Regions from separate parts of the Callithrix jacchus genome. Here all the other regions are linked to region 2. A link is a contact called in public Hi-C data. All regions are on one chromosome and are shown on one strand. The core of a region is the stretch at or near the end of the contact, and the rest is flanking DNA. Distances in the headings are between cores, read along the strand shown.

What was found. A called contact is a pair of places that touch in the nucleus more often than the background predicts.
Region 1: a contact with region 2 is called in a Hi-C map of skeletal muscle, with 4 times the contacts expected there. The contact joins two enhancer-like sites. A contact is called at or near these places in 2 of 3 Hi-C or Micro-C datasets (both in skeletal muscle).
Region 3: a Hi-C map of skeletal muscle shows a contact between it and region 2, with 6 times the contacts expected there. The contact joins two enhancer-like sites. A contact is called at or near these places in 2 of 3 Hi-C or Micro-C datasets (induced pluripotent stem cells and skeletal muscle).

What each region holds. Positions count from the first base shown.
Region 1 is chr8:125,614,925-125,617,640 of calJac240_pri, reverse strand. All of the region lies in intron 3 of TTC7B (tetratricopeptide repeat domain 7B), which reads left to right. Among named protein-coding and RNA genes, the nearest start is that of TTC7B, 60 kb to the left of the region's middle. Within about 2 kb of position 1,425, at least 14 of the 16 cell types and tissues checked have an H3K27ac peak or open chromatin away from gene starts, as enhancers often do. A contact at or near this core is called in skeletal muscle, where this site is marked.
Region 2 is chr8:125,164,380-125,167,079 of calJac240_pri, reverse strand. NRDE2 (NRDE-2, necessary for RNA interference, domain containing) reads left to right here. Exons shown (of 14, transcript XR_013521466.1): 6 at 272-677; 7 at 1,976-2,151. Among named protein-coding and RNA genes, the nearest start is that of NRDE2, 28 kb to the left of the region's middle. Within about 2 kb of position 1,384, at least 4 of the 16 cell types and tissues checked have an H3K27ac peak or open chromatin away from gene starts, as enhancers often do. A contact at or near this core is called in skeletal muscle, where this site is marked.
Region 3 is chr8:125,556,473-125,559,435 of calJac240_pri, reverse strand. All of the region lies in intron 6 of TTC7B (tetratricopeptide repeat domain 7B), which reads left to right. Among named protein-coding and RNA genes, the nearest start is that of TTC7B, 120 kb to the left of the region's middle. Within about 2 kb of position 1,390, at least 6 of the 16 cell types and tissues checked have an H3K27ac peak or open chromatin away from gene starts, as enhancers often do. A contact at or near this core is called in skeletal muscle, where this site is marked.

The sequences.
Region 1 (2,716 bases), core at 176-2,675, 450 kb before region 2:
GTCTAATGCCTCTTCTGCCTGCACTCACCGACGGGCTGGTTCATCTCAGTTTGTGGACTTTCAAGCTGTTTGGCTCTCAAGGGACTGCCTTCCACTGCTCATTTCCTCTGACAGCCAGTGGCTCTCTGGGCCTACTGAATGCAGGTTTCTCCTCTGCAATGCATGCTGGCCGCTGTAGTTTTATTCTTAGGGTTTGGTTTGGCTGCTTACTTCCAGGATCTCTTTGGGGCCTAGACTGCTAGAAAGCTAGTGAGCTTGTAAGACATCACCTAGGCCAGACTCGTATTCGATATTTTAAAACTCCTGAGATGGTGCTTGCTCCGTCACCACCCATCCCTTGGCTTCCACCGTTTTCAAACCATGTCTGGTGTTCATTTTCTTCTCCCAAATGTTCGTGATGCTTTGGGAATGCAAAAAGCATCCATATTTGGAAAGCTCAGAACTCTCTCGGGGGCGGGAGCAGAGCACAGATTGTTCTGCCGAGGACAGTCGTGTGTGGCTCAGAGCATGGCTCTCTGGAGCGGGTCGGAGTGAGGCAAAGAGCAGGAAGGAAGTTGGGGCCGGCCTGGCCGGGCCTCCCTGCGGTGCCCTGACCCCTAACCAGGCAGAGACAGGCAGCTGCCCTGCAGGGCCCACCACAGCCTCTCAAGCCAGAGGAATGCACTTTTGTTGAGTGCCTACTGTGGGCCAGGTTCTGGAATTGTAGTAATAAATTATTAGTAATGATTACAGCATTGAAGTAATTCCTTCTAGACACTGTTCTAAGCACTTGTCCCTCAGCTCCCTTTATCCTCACCACAACCCTAGAGCTAGAGACAGGAATGGAGCCCCCATTTGAGAGGGGGAGTGGGGGTGCCTGCTTCCCGGACTGGGGCTGGCAGGTCGTTTGGGGAGGGGCTCCTAGGTGCAGATTCTGCCAAGTCCGGACTGAAGGAGGGCACGTCCATCCTGGTGTGCTGGGAGGTGCCTTAGTTTGCGTTTAGCGGCCTGTGAACGAGTCTTGGGACCTCTAAAAGCTAAGTCGGGGTCACATCAGCCAGGACTCGCTATTAACTGCCGCCCAAGGTCGTCCCGCAGCGCCTCGGCAGCCGCCGCCAGGGGTCGCGTGAGCCGCGTCCTAGCGGAGGTGCGCTCCACAGCCGCGCATGCGCAGAGCTGTTACGGGCGTCCTCGGCCGGGTCGGCTTTGAGACCGCGTCCCTCCCCCCCACCTCTTCCGCCTCGCCCGCCTCGCGCTCTCGCCCCGCCCCTCCACTCCCGCTGCTTGCCCCATCCCGCCCCGCCATCCTGGAGCCCCTGACCTGCATCCCTTGCCGGTGTCGCCGCAGGACGGCGGGACTGGTTCCTGCCGCGGCCTCCTGGACAGTGGCCCCCCGCCCCCCACCCAGGGCCGGCTGACCTTTTGCAGCCCCTGAACTCGGGTTAATTCCACGATTCAACCCGAGTTCAGGGATGGAGAAGAAAGGCAAACTTGCCAACCCTCTTTATTAACCTCGCATTAGAGAACCTCCCTAGGAACTCACCCAGCCGAGCTCTCTGGGAGGCGTTCACAATTCACAGGCCCTGGCTGTTCCCAGGCAGCAGCTGAGCCTTCGCCTATGTGCCCCTTTATTGTTTTCTGGGACCACATCTATAGAGACTCTCCTAGGAGGTGACAGCATTTAATAACGTTCAACATTTCAATGCATGGGGTATTTACACAAAGAAAGGATCCTGCTTTAGCAGGAATTGAAGTACATCCTGCTTTTCATGGACCAAAAATCCTTGGTAATAAGGACTGTAGAAGCCCAAGGAGGATTTTCCTGAAGTGTTTCTTGATAGATTCATGTCTTAAAGTGAGATCTAATCCCAGCCTTTATGAATTGGATATTTGCTAATGACCATGATCTTCTAGGTGTCATCCTAGAGCTGAAGGACAGACGAGTGACCACGGACATTTTCTGCTTTTTCCCTGGCAGAAAGTCTCCAGTCTGTTGGGAGCTGTGCGGCCACTGCTATAGACCTGCTGTGGTAGTAAGCTCACTGGATCAGGATTTGCCCATGTGACCTTGGGCAAATCATCTCTGTGCTTGAATCTCCTCATTTGCAAAGAGAGGACAGGAGAGAAGATAGAACTCCATCTTTTTTCCTTAAGAATCGGCTCTGTCACTCAGGCTGGAGTGCAGTAGTGCCATTACAGCTCCCTGCAGCCTCAAACTCCTGGGCTCAAATGATCCTTCCACCTTGTCCTCCCAAAGTGCTGGGAGTACAGGTGTGAGCCACCGCGTCAGGCCTGCTTTTCATTTCTGGAAACTTTCAGGTGCAGTGAAAAAAGTAGTTTTATAGAAAAGCCCATGAGTGGAGGGAATGGGGTGGTTAGGGGAGCTTTCCAAGGGTGCTTTCTTTTGGCTGCATGGGAAACCCAGAATGTGGGTGCAGGGGTTGTGAGAGGGTGTGGTGGGACCATGGGCCTGATGGAGATCCACCATGTAAGCCTTCTGCTAGCTGTTTGTTTCTGACTCCAGAATCTCTTCAGCCTCTTCCCATTCTGGATTCTGCTCATGGTGGGAGGCGAGATGGGTGTGTTGCATGTGGCTGCTCATCTCAGGTTGCTGGTTAAAGCTTCCTGTTTATATTTAGACAGTGTAAGAAGAGTAAGAACCCTTTTATTGCCACTGACCCATATTCATATTTAATGTTGCTTGTGTTAATCAGCTCCTCATTGGTTCTCTTTTTGG
Region 2 (2,700 bases), core at 135-2,634:
GGCATTGTTTGCTAGTTATTGATACAGATATCAAAGTTTCAAATTACAGAAAGTGGACAGTTAAGTGATAAACACAAGATCAGATATACCAGGTGACACAAGCACCTTAGGATCCAAGTTTTCTTTAAAAGAAATTGTGGCAAACCAGTGGTTGAAGAAAACTTGAATGACATTTCCCCAGGGGGTGGTAAGAAAGTGGCTAAGCATTGTTGAAACTCTCAGGATCCCTCAGGTCCATTCGCATTTGTAAATTGGTGTTTTTGTTGTTGAGGACGAGGTCATGAAAAGTCCTGGGCTGTATGCCATCGAGGAAGGAGAGCAGGAAAAGCGAAAGCGGTCCCTGAAGCTCATTCTGGAGAAGAAGCTGGCCATCCTGGAGCGGGCCATTGAGAGCAACCAGAGCAGTGTGGATCTGAAACTGGCCAAGCTGAAGCTCTGCACAGAGTTCTGGGAGCCCTCCACTCTGGTCAAAGAGTGGCAGAAACTGATATTTTTACATCCCAATAATACAGCCCTGTGGCAGAAATACCTTTTGTTTTGCCAGAGCCAGTTTAGTACCTTTTCGATATCAAAAATTCACAGTCTTTATGGAAAATGCTTGAGTACTTTGTCTGCTGTTAAGGACGGCAGCATCTTATCTCACCCTGCGTTGCCTGGCACAGAAGAGGCCATGTTTGGTAAGGAGATAACCAGATCCAGTTACGTGGGAGGAGTTAGACTTTCTTTTGGCTTTACTTGAAAATGAAAATCTCTTTTTGGTTTATTCTGGAAAAAGTCTAAATTGTTTGATAGAACTGATATTTTTTAAAAAGTATTATGACTCTTGTTGATAACAGATTTGCCCCCAGCTCGCAGGACGGGTGGGGGCAATAGAGCCAGTACAGTTAAGAAAATATCATTGGACAAAGTTCTGCTTATTAACCACGTAAACACAGGCCAGTCTCTTAACTGCTTTGGCAGTTGATGGCCTTATCTGTTGAGATGCTTGTACCCGTCTCACCCAATTATAGAGTCGCGGGCAGTAATGTCCGTGAGATGCCCTGACTGAGAACCACTGCATAAATAGAAGTCGTGGGTATTACTGTGCTGTTAACATTTTTGGTGTGTCCTGAAGGAGCCTGGAGTATAAATTTTGGCAGTAGTGAGATGTCGGAGGCTGCATGTTGTGCAGAGCCAGGGTAATCACTCTTGACCTTGAATCCTGAAGGCTTTGCCCTTCATTGGCTCTGCTGTGTCCTTGGGCAAGCCCTCTTTGAGCTCCGTTTTCTCTGTCAGCAACTATACTATAAACCTGCTTTACAGGACCGTGGTGTGCAGTGAAGGAGATCATCTGTGACGAGTCTAGCTCAGTGTCCGGCACAGAGCGGGCATTGATTTGATCGCAACCCCTGCTGCTGCACGTTAATTCCTGTTGGCATCTAAAGATAGAAATGCATTGCTCCCAAAATGATAAGCATGTATCCCACTGACACAGAGTCTTGAATTTGTTACTGTTTGTGATCTACTCAAATAGCTGAGTATGATTTAGTAGCTGGAATTGTACCACAAGTAAGATGAACTGCAGTGTTCAGACGTGGAATCTTGATTTGTTTACAGCCGACTCTGAACATGGGATGAAAGTTGCTGGTGACTCATGCCATCTAGTGATCAATTGAATACAGCTCTTTGCTTTCTGATAAAAATTTGCTGCGCCATCCTTTTTCTATAGTTTTTCTTGTAATAATGAACTCTGATTATTTGATAGCATTCAGACCAACCTCTCGACTTATTTCTATGTACCATATACAGTTTTTATTGTTAATATTTATGTTCTGTGAGGGTTTCACACAAGAATTCGAACGAACATACTTGGATTATAATACTGTTTGAGTCACTTTAAATCAGGGCATGTGTCGCAGCTTTGGAAATTAACAGGGATTGCAGGTAAAAGTGTGTTAATTGCCTGTTTTTGAGAAGTTAGTTCTTTCCCTTTAAGGGTGGCAACCAGGCTTCTTCCCCTCTGCCCTCCTGTTCGCAGCACTCTTTCTTCAGCAGTGCCACTTTCTGCGGCAGGCCGGCCACTCTGAGAAGGCCATCTCATTGTTCCAGGCCATGGTGGACTTCACCTTCTTCAAACCTGACAGCCTGAAAGAGATGCCTACCAAAGGACAGGTACCCAGCTCTGCTCTCCTCGTCTCTCTTCTCTCTGTCTCCTTCTCTGGAGGGAGACGGGGAAGGTGTGGGTAATGAGAGGTGGTGGTAGTGTTTTTAAAATACCATATCCTCCTTTATATCAGTCTGCTGAGGAGGACTTCTCAGAAGTAGTCCAGTTATCCAAGGAAAGTTTTGTAATGAAACTAGTGAGATGTGGATAGGTAAAATGAAGCTTCCCCCTCCTTCACAACATAAAGGCTTTCTGAGGACTCACCCTCGAGCCTGCCTCCCTGCCTCTCTGACTCCCTCTCTGCCTCCCTCCCTGTCTTCCCTCCCTCCCTCTCTTCCTCCTTTCCTTCCTTCCCCTCTTCCCCTCTTCTCTTTCTGCTTTTGTTTCAGTGCTGGTTAGCTCCCCCAGTCAGGGAAGCAGTTGTCATGCCATTTTAAACCTTGTATAAAGGTTTACGGTCTCTTCCACCCTTATACATTCTAGTTTGGGTCTTGCATCACTTCCCCAATGAACCTAATAAGTACCCACAATCTTTGCTAGAGTTCAAATGAAATGAC
Region 3 (2,963 bases), core at 141-2,640, 390 kb before region 2:
CCTCCTTGGTCCCAGCCGAGCTGTTGGGAACCATTCCACGTGGAAGGAAATGCACCCAGCTCAGGAAGCTTGTGCAGCAAAGTGCAGGAGATGAACCCCAAGTTCTGACAGCTTGCCAGAGTGCCTGCTGCGCGAATGCTGGCAGGAACATTTGTTTTGAGAATAGTTTACCATAATGAATTCTGACATCATTGCACTGTCTCAGGCAAGGGTGTTGACATGGAATAAATGACCTAATGTCAACGGTCTGTGGAAACCCTCAAAAACAGGGAGATTGGGAGATTCCTTGGCTCTCTTATCTTCATTTTGAGGTGGCAACAGTTCCTTCTAGATTTTTTAATTGATCTCAACATTTTAAGAATAAACGAACAGTTTGGAGATATAAAGGCAATCATGTGGGTTTTGTTTGCTGCTCTCAAACTGGGTTATCTCACAGCATTTGGAATGGAATTCTTGCAAGTTAACTTCCTTCTTTTGTTCTGATTATCCATGTGCTTTAACGTTTTTCTTTTTCTGCTCTCATGGCAACAGTGGAAGTGATTAGTTCAATAAAATTATGTGATTTAAACATGTTTGGATGACATAGGATTTCCTGAGAATTGTGTTTTGCCTCTGGGCACTTTAAGATGTGCCTGTTTCACCTCTTTCTGCTGCTGGATTGATGTGTGGTGGGGCGGGGACCCTTCTGGGTGCCACATTCATTGCAGTGGGCTATAGCTTCAGCTTTCTCCGCTCTGTGGTTACTGTGGCTTCTTTGCTTACAAGCAGGATTCTTCCCAGCTTGAGGAAGAATTTGCTTCTGAATCCTAAACTCTCTCCAGGAATAAACTAAAAACAGTTTGAGAAAAACTTGTATTTGCTTCGAAGGCTTAATTGGGAATACGCACCAGTGGCTGTATTGCCTCATCCAGCCTGGCCTCCTTCAGGGCCGGAGACTTCCTCTGTTCCTCCACCAGAGGGCCTCGGTCCTGCGCGGCAGAAACCCTCTTGCACCTTAACAGGGAATTGAATTTCTCTGTCCGTCATTGATCTCTTTTTACCTGCATTCACTGGACTTCTTCACCTGGACCAGTGGATTTTCTTTCCAGTTTTGGACCAGTCATGAGTGGGAGTATCTCATTAGCTGCCATCACTGGGGCACACAGAATTTATGTTATAAATACATGAAGTAATTTGCATATTAATGATGCAAAACGTAGACCTGAACTCTTGGATTCGTATTTTGTTCCTTTCTCTGGAGTTACACTTCTGTTTTAGAGCTTCTGTGTACTCAGGAAGGTAGCAGAGAATGGTCAGAAGCTCCCAGCTCACTCTCCCTTGAGCGAGCCCTTTACTTCTGTATTATAATGGACCAGATTCTGTTGGATCATTTATAGCGGGAAAATTCTGTGCCTCTGTAACTGTCTAAGCAGCTGATTCTGTTTCCTAGGACACTGGAAACATTCTGAATGGCACTTCCTATTTGTAGGCGTCCCTGGGTTATAATATTTAGGTTTGATACTGCTTATTCGAGGCCTGATTTCTACCTGGTAAATCAGCCCCTACAACCAGGGTCTCCAGTTTTGTTGCCTCAGTCACATCTTATTTCATACAATTCCAAGTACCGTTCCTTCTGTACCTAGTAGGAGTTTAACCCGTGATTCTGGGACAAAGTTAGACTACCATATCCATTTCCATCCCTTGTTTACTGTAGCTGTTTCCTTCCCTCCATGTTACTTAAGAGAACTGAGCTTCAGTCCAAAGCAAATGTACTTTGTTGCCTGTGAACATGGATCCCATAAAAACAAATGAAGGAAAAAGCAGAGTAGATTGCATGTCCCAGGTGTATTCACGTCTCTGTTAGGTTTCCTTTAGTGCTGCTTGGCGTCCGGAGCGCAGCTTTTCATTTTATGCCACCATCAAGCTTCTGATCTGATATCATCTGATATGTGTGGGTGAGAGGACTATGGGAGTATTTATGTGCCTATGCCAATAAGCCAGAATCTTACAGTTCTGGGGCCATTCTTGTGAATGAGAGCCCTGGGATGTCATGCAGGTATAAGATGTGAATTAATAGCCCTCACGAGGGCCTGCAACTTACAGAACCCACATTCGGCTTGATTGAATACCTTCGCGTGATTCAGAATGTCATCCAAGAAGAGAGCCAAATACCTTGAGCATCTGCCACAGCCTGCAGAGGCTAGCTGACACGTTTGCACTGGCTGACCCGCGCTGTGGCCTTTTGGAAAGACGAGATATGTTCTGATGAGCAGGTTATAAATATCCCCTAGTTATGTCATAGGTGGTGGCAGCACTTAAGGTAGAGGGACTGGCTGGGGGGCGTTCCCAGCTGAACAGGCTGGATGCAGCTTTCGGAGAGGACAAGTGGGGCTTCAAAATATTGACCAGGATGTTACAGAAGAATTATTTGTCCCTTAATGAGATGTGCCACCAAATGTGTCCCTGTGGGGTGTGAGTGGCAGTGAGATGAGATGGGCTCTGCTCACACTCAGGAAGCTTGGGTTCCAGCTGTCACACACTCACTCTCAGAAGGGGCCTCTGACCCTTTGCTTCTTTTTGTCAGTGTGGGGTTTGGAGAGGGTTGGTTTGAGGCATTTCCTGGGTTTTGATAATTTATGTTCTCAAAGATGCAGAGTGATTGCTTGGTAGAGTTCCTGTTCTGTTGTACCTTTCATCTTCGTGTTCCTCTCTTTGCCCACGTTGCGCACAGTGGCTTGCTCATATTCCCAGGCCCTTTTGCCCAGTGTTGTCTCCCACCTTTTAAACGAAAATCTACAATTCATTCCCACTCTACAGAGCCATGGAGAGTTTGAACACAGACTCTTCTAAGGGATCTTGCTTTTTAATTTGTTGGCCTCAACTGATCTTCAGTTTTTTTATTTTTCAGAGAAAATGTGCTAGGGGTTAGAACAGAAAAAAGGCCATCAATCGTAGGTCAAATTTTTCATTTAACCAAAGACGGC